Regions from separate parts of the Sus scrofa genome. Here regions 1 and 2 are each linked to region 3. A link is a contact called in public Hi-C and HiChIP or PLAC-seq data. All regions are on one chromosome and are shown on one strand. The core of a region is the stretch at or near the end of the contact, and the rest is flanking DNA. Distances in the headings are between cores, read along the strand shown.

The links. Hi-C and Micro-C count contacts between places; a contact is called where the count stands out from the background. HiChIP or PLAC-seq counts read pairs in DNA pulled down with a chosen protein or histone mark.
Region 1: a Hi-C map of fetal skeletal muscle shows a contact between it and region 3, with 1.7 times the contacts expected there. The contact joins the enhancer-like site here to the promoter of TATDN3 in region 3. A contact is called at or near these places in 7 of 47 Hi-C or Micro-C datasets (embryonic fibroblasts, epiblast stem cells, fetal skeletal muscle and 3 more).
Region 2: an H3K27ac HiChIP or PLAC-seq map of alveolar macrophages shows a contact between it and region 3. The contact joins the promoter of ATF3 here to the promoter of TATDN3 in region 3. A contact is called at or near these places in 1 of 47 Hi-C or Micro-C datasets (liver) and 2 of 2 datasets of contacts at active chromatin or transcription factors (alveolar macrophages and skeletal muscle).

The regions. Positions count from the first base shown.
Region 1 is chr9:130,477,316-130,481,469 of Sscrofa11.1, reverse strand. All of the region lies in intron 7 of VASH2 (vasohibin-2), which reads left to right. Among named protein-coding and RNA genes, the nearest start is that of ANGEL2, 25 kb to the right of the region's middle. Within about 2 kb of position 1,564, at least 20 of the 83 cell types and tissues checked have an H3K27ac peak or open chromatin away from gene starts, as enhancers often do. A contact at or near this core is called in fetal skeletal muscle and skeletal muscle, where this site is marked.
Region 2 is chr9:130,827,430-130,832,049 of Sscrofa11.1, reverse strand. ATF3 (cyclic AMP-dependent transcription factor ATF-3) reads left to right here and starts at 2,372. Exons shown (of 4, transcript XM_021063853.1): 1 at 2,372-2,465.
Region 3 is chr9:130,619,858-130,624,320 of Sscrofa11.1, reverse strand. It overlaps TATDN3 (putative deoxyribonuclease TATDN3), which reads left to right and starts at 1,937. Exons shown (of 13, transcript XR_002336028.1): 1 at 1,937-2,077; 2 at 3,977-4,009. NSL1 (kinetochore-associated protein NSL1 homolog) reads right to left here. Exons shown (of 8, transcript XM_021063971.1): 2 at 2,558-2,579; 3 at 1,732-2,195.

The DNA.
Region 1 (4,154 bases), core at 315-2,814, 140 kb after region 3:
GTGGGGCCTGCCGCCCTGGGAAGTAAGGAATGTGAGTGTGAAGGGGGCCTGGCTTTGAGTGAGGGTGACAGGTGGGCAGGAACCACCCCCCATCCCACGGTTCCCCCTGAGGCCCACCCCTTTAGGCCCTAAGTCCTAAATCCGGGCCTGGCCTGACCTGGCTTCTCCCAGACTAGACAAGCGGGATCCTGGGGGGTCCGCCTTAACTTGGGAGTGCCGGGAAGCATCACCCCGATCTGGCCTGCTCTGCACCCTCAACACTGAGGACCGAGAGGCTGCCTTTGTACCGTTACCGTAAATCCCTTTCTGGACTCCAGAGACCACACGGCATGGCTGTAAGCTGTGGAGTGTGAGGGTGAGTGCCCGTGAACTTGGGCATATGCACCGCTACGCTGAAGGGCTGTGACCTCAAGGGAGACGGAAGTGAGAGGCAGGAGTAGCCTGACTGCTGGCTTGTGTGTCCCCATCAGGCAGCTTTGTCTGGGGCAGAGATGGGCTGTGTCCCCGAAGTCTCTCGCACACCCAGCAGAAGGTAGATTTTTTCCCCGGAAGAACCCCAACTCCACTGGGCTGTTTGTCTTGGTAACTCCAAGACCTGCGAGCTACCTGGCACAAAGCGTTGCTTAAAAAATTCCTGTGTTGGAGTTCTCGTCGTGGCGCAGTGGTTAACGAATCCAACTAGGAACCATGAGGTTGCGGGTTCGGTCCCTGCCCTTGCTCAGTGGGTTAACGATCCGGCGTTGCCGTGAGCTGTGGTGTAGGTTGCAGACGCGGCTCGGATCCTGCGTTGCTGTGGCTCTGGCGTAGGCCGGTGGCTACAGCTCCAATTAGACCCCTAGCCTGGGAACCTCCATATACCGCGGGAGCGGCCCAAAGAAATAGCAAAAAAAAGACCAAAAAAAAAAAAAAAATTCCTGTGAGTATGTAGGCAGCAGGTGTCAGGAGCCCTGCTCTCCAGGTGCCGCTCAGGCCCTCTGACCCATCCTGCCCAGTGACAGCTTGGGGTCGGGGCTGGGGGTGTTGGGACGCAAGGAGAGGAGATGCCCCAGACACAGCCCTTAGCCAGAGGGACAGAAAGGGGGCTGGATGGTTTAGGGGGGCCCCCGTAGGCTTTCCTGCCACTTCCTGCCTCTTTCCTGAGGCCCAGCCTCACACAGATACACACCAGCTTGGCTGTTCAGGCCCCCTTCTGTCCTCAGCATGCTGCCATCCTTTTCTGCTTCTGACACTTCTTGTGGCTTCACAGGCACCAACATCCAATCCGGCTGAGCTCTTTGTGCCTTGGAGTGTGTGAAAGACTCCATGCCTTCACTCTCCCTGAACTATCAAGAAGCAGTTAGCAAACACTAGCAGTCTGTGCTGAATACAGGAGCTTGCCCCACGGCACAGCTTCTCTGTGGAACCGTCACCCTCTGCACAGCTCCGCAGCAGCTGACTCCGGGGATGCAGGCCTGAGGGTGGGGCTGCGGGTAGACTTGGGACCAGGGCTCCAGGCGGTCACCCTAGTTCACCCTGGATGTGTCACCCTGGATGTGCTGACGTGACAACAGATGAGGCTGGGAGCATCCCTTTGCGTGCAGAGAGAAGTGGCCCCCCTTCCTTCCACAAAGTGCATCAAAGGAAACCCCAAGTCCCTACCCCGCCTTCCCTAAAACGGAAGGTAGCCAAGAGCCCTTCAGAAGGAGACTCCTTTGATTTCTTGTCCTTGTTTGGACTGGGGAGGGATTTGGAGAAATATATTGTTCAGTTTAAAATAATAACCCCGGAGCTGATGTGAGGTTCTGGGCAAGTGCAGACCCGGCTGAATCATCATCCTGGTGCTTGTGTTTCTTAAAAATAACCCCCCTTGCAATAGTCTAATTATAGCCAGGGCAGCACTTGGGAGAGGCCCCTCCACATGCAAAAGCTCCCCCAGCTGCAGCCCTGACATGAGCTGGCAAGCACCGAACAGTATTTCTGGCTGGGCCCACAGGCAGGTGGCATGCTGTGATAACCCACTTCTGCCCTTTGCCAGGCCAGGAAACTGCAGCTGGTGTTGCTGTGGAAGAAGAAGGTTTCACCTTCTAGGCAGTTCACTGGGAATTACAGTTTAACTCATTTTCTGCCAGGATTTTTTCTCCCCTGGGTTTTGGGTCCCTCAGGGTAGGTGGGAGGGGTGAGGACAGATAGGGAAGGAGACAACCTAGTCGTCCCTCTCCCTTGGAAGCCCCCAAGCTGTCTGATGTTGCAGACCTACATTCAGCTGGACAAGTAGGCAGGTTCCCCTGAGTGGCTTTTTGAGATAAGGTAAAGCCTCTCCTATAAAGAAAAAAAAAAAAAAAAAAAACTTCCCACTTGTTCATTCTTAGAATGTTGTCATGGTGGCTTGAATTCCTGGCTTAGAACTTTTGCTTTTGTTCAGTAAAAATAATCCATGATAAAAAAAGGGAACATGATGAAGCCCTATTAGCCATTTACATGTTAGTAAGAACTAAAGTTTATTGAGTGGTATGGGATATTCAGCACTGGATTCAAAGACGAATTATTTGATCCCTGCTCTCAAGTTGTTTGCAGTCTCTGAGGCTGGCATGAGTAGGAACCCATGGGGTTAACAGATGCACAAAAGGAAATACCAGAGCTACGGATGGAGCGAGGAAAAGCGTGTTGTAAGGGAGGTCAGAAATACTTTATGGGAAGTTCCCGTCGTGGCGCAGTGGTTAACGAATCCAACTAGGAACCATGAGGTTGCGGGTTCGGTCCCTGACCTTGCTCAGTGGGTTAACAATCCGGCGTTGCCGTGAGCTGTGGTGTAGGTTGCAGACGCGGCTCGGATCCTGCGTTGCTGTGGCTCTGGCGTAGGCTGGTGGCTACAGCTCCGATTCTACCCCTAGCCTGGGAACCTCCATATGCCGCGGGAGCGGCCCAAGATAGCAAAAAAAAAAAAAAAAAAAAAAAAAAGAAATACTTTATGGGAGAAGTGGCATCCGGGTTGGACCTTGACGAGGTGACAAGACATGGGGGAGGTGTTCCATGAGCCACGGTGCAGAGGCAGGAGTGGCCTGGTGTCATCCTCAGATGCCTGGGAAGATGCTTTGTGCGGGAAGCAGGAGGACGGGGGGCAGTCAAGGGCATGGCTCTAAATTCTGGGGAAGAACTCTGTTTTCCACTACTTGCTAATCACGTGACTTGGCTTTGAGCAAGTTACCTAACTTTCAGTGCCTCCTCTTCTTCCTCTGCAAAGTGGATAGTAACATTATCACCCCCATAAAGTTTAGTGAGAATTAATTCATCCACATAAACTGCTTAGAATAATGGTTGGCACAGAGTCAGTGCCTCATAAGAAAAAGCTATTTATAACGGTGATTTCTCAGCACCTGGAAGGCATGGGGAACTGATAGAAAGGATGAGGAAAGTTTTAGAAAAAGGAGGCCAAAGAGCTCCAAATTCAAGTGCACTAGGAGTTCCCTGATGGCTCTGCAGCCTAAGGATCTGGCATGGGCTCTGCTGTGGCTCAGGTCACACCTGTGGTCCAAGTTCAATCCCTGGCCCTGGAACTTCCACATGCCTCAGGTGTGGCCAAAAAAATAATAATAATAATGAAATGCATCTATTTTATTTTTTTCATCTTTTTGTCTTTTGTAGGGGTGCCCCTGTGGCACATGAAGGTTCCCAGGCTGGGGGTCTAATCGGAGCTGTAGCCGCCAGCCTACACCACAGCCACAGCAACACGGGATCCAAGCCGTGTCTGCGACCTACACCACAGCTCATGGCAACGCCGGATCCTTAACCCACTGAGCAAGGCCAGGGATCCAACCCGCAACCTCATGGTTCCTAGTCGGATTCGTTAACCACTGAGCCACGACAGGAACTCCTAAAGTGCATCTATCTTCAAGGCTGCCAAATAGCAGAGTGTGGGAAAAGAAAAGGGAGACGTTTTAGAAACTACCAAACACAGAAACTACCAAAAATGTGGAAATTCAGTTCCTCAGGGCTGAGAGGCTCCAAAGTGAGGAAGCCAGGAGAGTGGCCAAAACCCGGCTTCCGAGGCGATGGCGTGCCTGTGGCTCATGCCTACGGCTCATCACGGCAGTGACCCCAGGGAGCTACCATAGGGCTGAGTGGTCGGCGTTTGTTTTTTCTCTGTGGCCTGTTCTGTCACTGACTTCCCAGCAGGT
Region 2 (4,620 bases), core at 1,123-3,622, 210 kb before region 3:
ACATAATCTGATGAGACTAATTCAGATGGTCTCACAGATTTATTTTTAGTCACTGTGGTTGTTTTTATCGCCATATTCACATGCACACACACACATACACACCCATCAGACAGTATTGATTAATGGAGTGGGGTGCTGGGATGGGTGTCACTCTGCATGCAAACTTACAGATACCCACTCAATATTCTCTAAAGAGTTACCGCCTAGGACCAGCATAGAGTAGGTGCTCAGTAAATTCTTCTGTGTGGTTGGATACTTGGACTTTTAAAAAGGAAACGAAAACCTGTGTGGTAACTGGTGAGACACATTAGGAATCACTGCATTAGAGGCTGGAGGGCAACGTGAGAGTACAGCTGGCATGGAGGGAAAAAGGACTGTCCCGATTTTATGGCAGATGTGCCTGTGTAAGCTCTCCTCATCACCCTAGAGCTCATACTAAGGGAAGACCTGGTTCCCAGGCTGCTGACATGATGCATAAACAAGGAATGCCAAAAGGATGCCCTCTGACAGGTGCTGGATGGGTGGCAGGGGTGGCAGGAGCAAATAGGCAGGTATGAGATCCAAAAGAGAAGGATCAGACCCTGTGGCTATCTCAGCTTTTACCATGAACTGCAGGAGAATGAAGTTTTAAAAGCTAGGTGATTCAGCATGTGACTACACAAATAAATTGTGCTACATCCAGACAACAGACTATATTCAGTATCAAAAATAAATAAATAGTGGAGTTCTCACTGTGGCTCAGTGGGTTAAGCACCTGACATTCCTCCGAGAGGATGTGGGTTCGATCCCTGGCCTTGCTCAATGGGTTAAGGATCCAGCGTTGCCACAGACTGTGGTATAGGTCCCAGCTGCAGCTCTCATTCGACCCCCGGCCCAGGAACTTCCGTATGCCACAGGTGTGGCTGTAAAAAGAAAAAATAAATAATAAATAAAACCATGAAAAGACATGGAGAAACACTGAATGTGTTTCACTAAGTCAAAGGAGCCAACTGGAAAAGCTGCATGCCTATGATTCCAACTACATGACATTCCGGAAAAGGCAAAGCTATGAAGACAGTAAAGTTGTGAGTGCTTAACAAGGGTTAGAGGGGAGGGAGGGCTGAATAGGGGAGCACAGAGAATCTTCAGGGCAGTGAACTCCTCTGTATGATACACAGTGGTAGATACATGTCTTTATACATTTGCCCAAACCCACAGGATGTACAATACCAAGGTCCAACCATGATGTAAACTATGGACTTTGGGGATTGTGACGTGTCTGTGTCGGTTCATCAACTGTAACAAATGTACCACTCTGGTCCAGCTGAGGAGCGTGTGGGTGGGGCGGGTAAGGGGTATATGGAACTCTTTGTACCTTCTGCTAAATTCTGCTATAAATCTGTAACTGCTCTACAAAATACAGTCCGTATTTTAAAAATCCGGGTGCAATAACACCCTTCTGTATGTAAAGTTCCGTCCACATTGGAGCCACAGAGTCTTGGGCTGGAGTCCAAGCCCCACCATGACCAGCTCTGTAACTCTGGGAAAATTACTTAACGCCTCTGACCTCAGTTTCTCTAACTCTGCAGGACTGTATTGCCTTCCTCAGAGCATTTTGAAAATTAAATGAAAAACTATATGTGGAGTTCCCATTGTGGTGCAGCAGAAACGAATCCAACTATTATCCATGAGGATGCGGGATCGAGCCCTGGCTTTGCTCAGTGGGTCAGAGATCTGGCATTGCCATGACCTGCGGTGTAGGCTGCAGATGCAGCTCGGATCCTGCGGGTGTAGGCTGGCGGCTACAGCTCCGATTTAACTCCTAGCCTGGGAACTTTCATGTCCTGTGGGTGCGGCCCTAAAAAAGAAAACAAAAACAAAACAAAACAAAAACAAGCAAACTATATGTAAAGTGTCTAACCCAGTACCTGGGATATACAAGTAAATATAAAAACCCTTTCCCCAATTCCTCCCTTTATCAGTGTGATGATTAACTCTTCTAATGGCTACTCATTCCAGAGTCAGGCCAGTGGAGGAAAAAGCTGTCTTGAATGACAGTGACCTTCTACTAGGAAGGGGATCTGTGTGTGGCAGGGGGCATGAGTGTCCTCACATGCTCTGTCCCAGATGGTGGCCACAGAATGCCAGATATGAACTTGACCCTGGAAGGCAGTATCAAGCCCCTCACTCAGCTTTCTCACGTGAAAAGGTCAGGATGATGGCAGGCTGTCATATTTAGACGATGGCTCGCAGGACAGCCTCTATGAGTTAGTCACCTATGATATGACATCATATTGCTACTCAATATAGTAACAGCTGTTATTTGCTTTGGGGGGCAGAGGCGGGATCAGCTTTTGTTGACCAACCATGCCTCAAGGATAAATTGGATGGTACGGGACGTGGAGACCAGAAAAGAGGAGGAATCCTCCTCTAAATAAGGGTGTTCCACAGCTTCCTAAGGATTTTTGGCACCTCACCCCTAAAATGTGAGTCTTGAATTTTCTTTGTCTTTGGGACCCAGCAGGGGAAATGCCATGGGAGAAAGGTGTTCGGTCAGGAAGTCTCCAGCTGGAAGGATACCCACCATGGCCGGGGTCAACGCCGCCTTGTAGAAGGGTGAGAAAGTGTGTCCCATGCCTCAGCTACATGACATCTGCATGGCACCCAAAGAAGTGGTCTCAGGGAAGGGGATTGAAAAGGCCTGGAGGTAGGGTGCTACAGACTCTCTAGGTTGGATTAGGCATTTTACCCTCCCAGGTTACAGAACAGGCCAAATCACTCCACTGAGGCAATGATGTTTTCTCAGCCTTTGAAATGTCCTAGATGAAGCCATGGTTTGGGGATAACACCCATCAGTGCCTTAGCTAATTTGGCATATTGATCAGTCATATCATAATGGAAAACCACTGGATGTGGTTAACCCCTTCCTGCCAGTGAGTTCTCCTCCTTGACATCTCTGCCTCCCATGGGGCCTTGTGCTTTGGGAACAGAATGCTTTGTTTCAGCCGTGCAGATGCCTAGGTGAACTGGGGAAAGCGGACTCTTCCTGTGTCTAACCTGGAATAGCTCCAGAGTGAGGAAATGAAGAGGCTAGAGAGAAAAAGCCCTGGACCCCGGGCTCGGGAGACCCTGTGTGGCAGCTGGTTCTGCCACTTTTTGAGCCTGCTGACCTTGAGCAGGTCACCACCTCTCTGCAGATTTTGATCGCTTGCCTTGTCTGTAAAACTGCGTTCGTTCTCGGGGTCCTTTAACCCTAGCTTGCCCTCTCCAGTCTTCTAAGCGTGGATCCCTGGTCTGTTGTTGGCAGACGAGAAAGGGAGCCCGCGGTCTGAGTGCGTGCTTCTGCCACGTTACTTTGCGACCTTCCACAAGGACACGCTGTCTCTGAACCTCAGTTTCCTCACTTATAAAATCAGGGTGAGATAATGAGCCTTTATAAAACTTACAAAATACGGATGAGATAATGAGCCTTTTCATAGGCACCATATAAATGCAATGAAGTGATTTCCTGAGTTCCGAGGGGGAAGGTGGGGGAAGGCAGGCTGAGGAGAAGACGGTGGGGGTTAGCGGCAGGTGGGGTGAAACCAGGGCTAGGAGCGGGGGGCGGTGGGGGTACGGTCGTCCAGGCCGAGAAAACCTCCGACCCAGTCCTCCTCGGTTCCTCTTCATTTCCCAGCAGCAGCCCAGGGAGGGGAAACTATTGAGAGGTTGTAAGCGATGCTGAGAACAGCCCAAGAGGGTGGCTGCAAACTCTTGTCTAAGGGGGTCGCGCTGCCCGAGTGCGCACGGCGCCAAAGCAAAGAGGCCGAGGGGAGCCCGACCAGGGCTCGGAATCCCCGCGCAAACCAGCAGCCTCTCATTTCCTACCCTGCCCGGGGGTAATAGCCCTGAACTGAGCACCTTCTGGGCTGCCCCGCATCACCTCCTAGGGGTGTAAAAACAGCTCCGAGGGGAGCCCTGGAAATCACATCACGGCTGTATGCTCACCAGAGTGACCTGTCTCGACTCATCTCTGCGGGAAAATCACAGATCTGCTAGAGAAACTCTCCAAATTCCTGTTTATTCTTTACGTAAACGGATTAACCTAGGGTTAGCGATTTTACTTCCAGTCTCTCTTTCATGTTACAGCGAAAATGAAATCGACCGACCACTCCTTTGAAGCAGTTCTTTGAGCCATAAGCGTAATTTCTCTTCTCTCCCATCAAAAGGGGTTTTCTCTTTTTTGCCAAAAAAAAATTTTTTTTGTTTTTATTTTTGAAGCCCCAGGAGCTGAGAGGCTGGCAGGAGGCGTGGCTGCCATAAGAGCCGCTTGCTGTCCCCCTGCTGACTCATCTGACATTAACATAATTATGTTTTAAGAGTCAAAGTGATTTTCAAACTATGAGTAATGCACGGTATTAGAGAGAATGTTGACGAAGCAGCGGGCATTTCAGCACGCTGAGGGAGCCAGCTGCTGCTAACAGCTGAAACCAGTGAAAGAGTAAGAAAATGCTCTCGGAAAAAGAAGCTGACTTTCTCCGTTCCTCTTCCTTGGGAAAGATTCGGATTTTGTGAAAGGCAGGTGAACTCAGAGTTCCCTGAGGAAGGATCCAGATCTAGCATCTTTAGCTGAATATCTGGCTGTCTGATCATTTTATATGA
Region 3 (4,463 bases), core at 688-3,187:
TATCTCTACCATAACACTGTCACATAATAGTCAAATAAATATTTGATTTAAAAATAAAACAGGCTGCTAACAATACAACATCACACCATTAATGTAAAAAACTAACGAACAAAAAATTTAAAAAAAAAGAGAGAGAGAGACAGATGTAAAGCCAAAAAACACAAGGACTATGCCCTCCAAAACAGTAAGTTACTTCCAGGATGCAAGAGGGATAGGGGATAGAAATTCAAAGACTTTTGCTTTATGCTATTTTTTCATAATGACAATATATTTTGTACATTAAATATAATTAAAAATAAGCTTAAATCAAATAACTGCTAATTATAAGTACATATTCTACACTTTTAAAACTTTAAAATAAAATCTTTACTTGATATATAGGCTTTGAAGAATTACCCAAGGATATAAATTATCTTTGTAATATTCATTGCACAATTGTATCAATATTATTTAAGAATGTGTTACTATACCATGTGGTTTTAGAGAAATATGTCTACATAATTAAAACCTCCACTTTCATCTGCTCTCGATTAAAATAAAACGCAAGTGAACTCCCTTGGCAGTTTGTCTCCACACTTTTTATCTTCTAATTCACTTTATCATCCATTAAAGGTATAAAAGGTTAAGCCAAGTTCCTCTTTTTCTGAAAGGTAATTAATCATATTTTCTAAGTACCTTAGCACTTCCTAGAAAGGGGTAAATTCTAAGATCATTACACAACAAAACAGTCTTCTCCCAAAAAACTACTAAAAACGTCCTCAGATAAGTCTCTTTTCTTCCCTTACTTGCAAAGAGGGAAAGATACAACAGCCACTGTATACAATACTGGGTTAGAGAATCATAATCCAGGGAGTGTTCCGTCCTTCTTCCACTGAACCTTAATTTTGTTTGCATTATGGTCATTTACACACAAAAAGGTACTACATTATAAGCATTTTAACTTTTTTTTCCTGCATAAAAGTAGACTGTGTGCTTCCTTTCAACAAGCAGCAATCCCCCAATTTGTTGTCTTTCCCCAAAACACTTTTTTCAGGGCTTTGCAGAATATTTGAGAAAGGAAGGAGAAATGTATTATAAGGGCCAGTGTGTGATCTTGGTGAAGTTTATAATCAAGACAGCTTCCTTATCTACTTTAGACTTACAGGGAAATTATTTTCACTCTCTTTTCAAGATGTTCTAAAACAAGCAAAAGGAAAGACCAAAAGCTGGTGATTGACTGACTTTCAGAATTACCCTTCCCTGGAGAATTTCTCAGTCTCTGTCTGCACTCCAATAGCGAAGCAACTAAACACTGCCTGTCTGTTGAGGCCTTAAAATATGGCTAGTCAGGAAGGAGATGAGCTGTTAAGATCCCAGATTTGAAAAGCTTCGTATGAACAAAAGAATGTAAAATATCTTGTTCATTTTTTAACTATTACAAGTTAAAAGTCTATCTTGGATATATTAGGTTAAATAAATATTATTAAAATTAATTTCACCTATTTTTTTCTTTCTTTTAATTTCAAATTACATACGTGGCTCGCCTTGTATTTTTCTGCGGGACAGCACTAGCCCAAGTAACTAACAAGTAACTAACAATACTCAGCGGCCTCTCAGCATCTGTTTCGCTCCCCCGCGTTTCTCCTGGTGCTTCTATCCAAAGGTGGGGCACCGTTAACTCGGCCTGACCGTTTCTGCCTGGGGTGTGGAAAAACGGAGTGATAAGACAAGAGACGGCTAAGAGGCCCGTACCCACTGCGCATCTCGCAGCACGGGCTCGCGAATCTCCTCTGGCAGCGCGTCCCCGAGTTTTTGCACGAAGCTGCCGCACAGTTCTAGCATTTCCATCACCGCCCGCTTCGAGGTGCAGCGCACCCGGAAGTCTTTTCGGGAAGCGGCAGGGACCAACGTCCTCTCGTCGGTCCTGGCCACTCTCTCCACGTCCCGCAGAGGAGAAGGAGCCCTCTCCATGTTTCCAGCTTGAACTATGGGCGGGAACTCTGAGGGCGGAAGTGCGGGTTTCCAGGGAGGAAGGAGCACGCGTCCGGCCGGAAACTCGTTCCGCCCGGGCAGCAGCGTTCCGGCTGAGGCCCCGCGGGCGAGTCGAGGGAGTCCTTGGCTGCGGTGATGGGGTCGGTGGGCGTAGGGCTGGTGGACTGTCACTGTCACCTCTCCGCCCCGGATTTTGACCACGTATGTGAGGGCGAGGTTTGGCCCTTGGGAGCGGGGAGGACCCCGTTCTTTCTCTTCGGGTTATCCCCCAGTCTTTCCAGGCCCCTATCTATGGTCCCATGCGATTTGCTCCTTAACTCTGTATTTAATCTCAGTCACACCGATTTTTCTTTCTTACCCTAAAAAGCCATAATCTCTTCTTGGCACCGATTTGCTGTTTCGGGCCACTGGAGTCCTTCCTACCTACCCAGCCTTTGCCCAGCTGTTTAACCTCTCAGCTCCTGGCCGAGAACCCAGTTTCCACAGGACGCATGCTCGCTGCGATACCCTATGTGCTCCAGTTCTAGTGGCAAAAGGAGCAAACAAAAACCAACACACACACATACGTAATTTCAAAGTGTTTTACCCGCCACTTTGGAAACAAGAGGCTGAGAAACGAGAAAAAGATCAGAGTCGCTTTTAGGGGGAAAGCTTCTCAAGAGGGGACAGTGACGTTGGGGCTGGAAAGACTAAGCGGTGTGTGCATGGTGGTGAGGAAAGCAGGCAGGTTGCAGGTTTCTAGACTGGACAGAATTTGGCGCAGTCAAGCTACTGAAAGACTGGGTGGGGCCTGATGAGCTAGACAGAGAGAAGCGAGCATAAAACAAGACTGAAGAGGTTTGCAGGGGATAGGTGAGGTAGGAGTTCGAATTTCATTAGAAGCGCAATAGGGATCCAGTAAAGGGAGTCGTTTATTGGTTTGTTTTTTAAAGAGAGTAACGAGACCTGATACCGTTTGAAAAACCACTTTGCTGAAAGGTCTCGTGTGTCGCAGCTGGAGGCACAATCCGCGACGGCAGCCTGGGTTCCATCCCTGGCCGGGGAACTTCCATATGCTGGGGGTGCGGCCAAAAAACAAAAACAAAACAAACAAAAAAACTGCTTTTCTGATGTGTGGCAAATAGATAAAGGAGAGCAAGAGTGGAAGGTGGAAGACCAGTTTGGAGGCTTTTGCAGTATTTAGACAAAAGATGATGGTGGTTCCAGGGGAAGTTGAGAAAAGCAGATGAGATGGATTCAAGGTATACTTTAAAGGTAGAATCTTTCCTACGTGCTGAGAGGAATTGGATGTGGAGAGGGAGGGGAAAGGAGAACTTGAGGATACTGAAGAGAGATGGTGGGGCTGTTTACTGAGATGGGGAAAACTGAGGTTTGAAGAAAGAATAGTTTTTTGGGGGGAGGGAAAATAGTTAGATTTAGTACTTGCTGAAGCCTAATATCCATCCCAATGAAGATGTCATAGAGTCATTTTAAACTGAATCTTGGGTTCAGGAGAAAATGATAGACTGGAGATAAAAACTGGGGACTCATTAGCATAATGAGCATTGTAATGAGAGCACTTCTGGTGAGTACAGAGAGAGAAGCATAGAGTCCTGAATTTAGAGGAGAGAGAGCCAGTCAAGGAGACTGAAGAGTAGCAGCCAGCTGGAGAGGAGTAATTCTAGAAGCCAAGAGTGGAAAATATTTCAAGAAGGAAGGAAAGGACAAGAAGGAAGGAAAGGACAAGTGAGGAGTTTCTAATGCTGCTGAGGGATAGGGTAGGAAGACAGAGAAAAGTCGTTTTATTTGACAATAACAGTTTCTCTTTTGGTGGAATGGGAACAGAAGTCAGATTTTACTGAGAGAGTAAATGGAATATGGGTCAGCGTAGGCTCTTCATATTCCATCACCCTCTTCCTTGCCATCATTGTCAATCTTTATGGTGCCTCAGCTCCACTGATATACACAGCCAAAGAAGAGTTACTTATTCATCTAAAATGACTGTGATTACTTATGCTTATTTTAGGATCTGGATGATGTGTTGGAGAAAGCCAAGAAAGTAAGCCAATATCTATAACTGCCTTTTTTTTTTCCTACTAATTTTGATCTAAAACACCTTGAAATTTAGATATACTGTGTTGATGTTGCTTCAAAAATAAGTTAATAATAAGCAACATTTATTAAGTATTTACCATGTGCGAAGCACTGAGCTAAGCCTGTGCTATACATCATCTCATTTAATGTTTTACAGCTACCTTCTGAGGAACCTACTATTTTATAACTAACCATTACCCATTTTATATCCTTTAATAACTAAGGCCTACAGATTAACTTGTCCAAAGACACATGACTAATAAAGTGGTGTAGACAAGACAGTCTGAATCCAAAGCATGTTCCCACAGCCACCATGCTTACCAGCAGTATGCAACAGGTTGTTCCATCCATCGATTCATAAATTAACATTATTCTGGAGACCTAAGAGAAATTATTAGAGTTTTCTGAAACATTTTGAT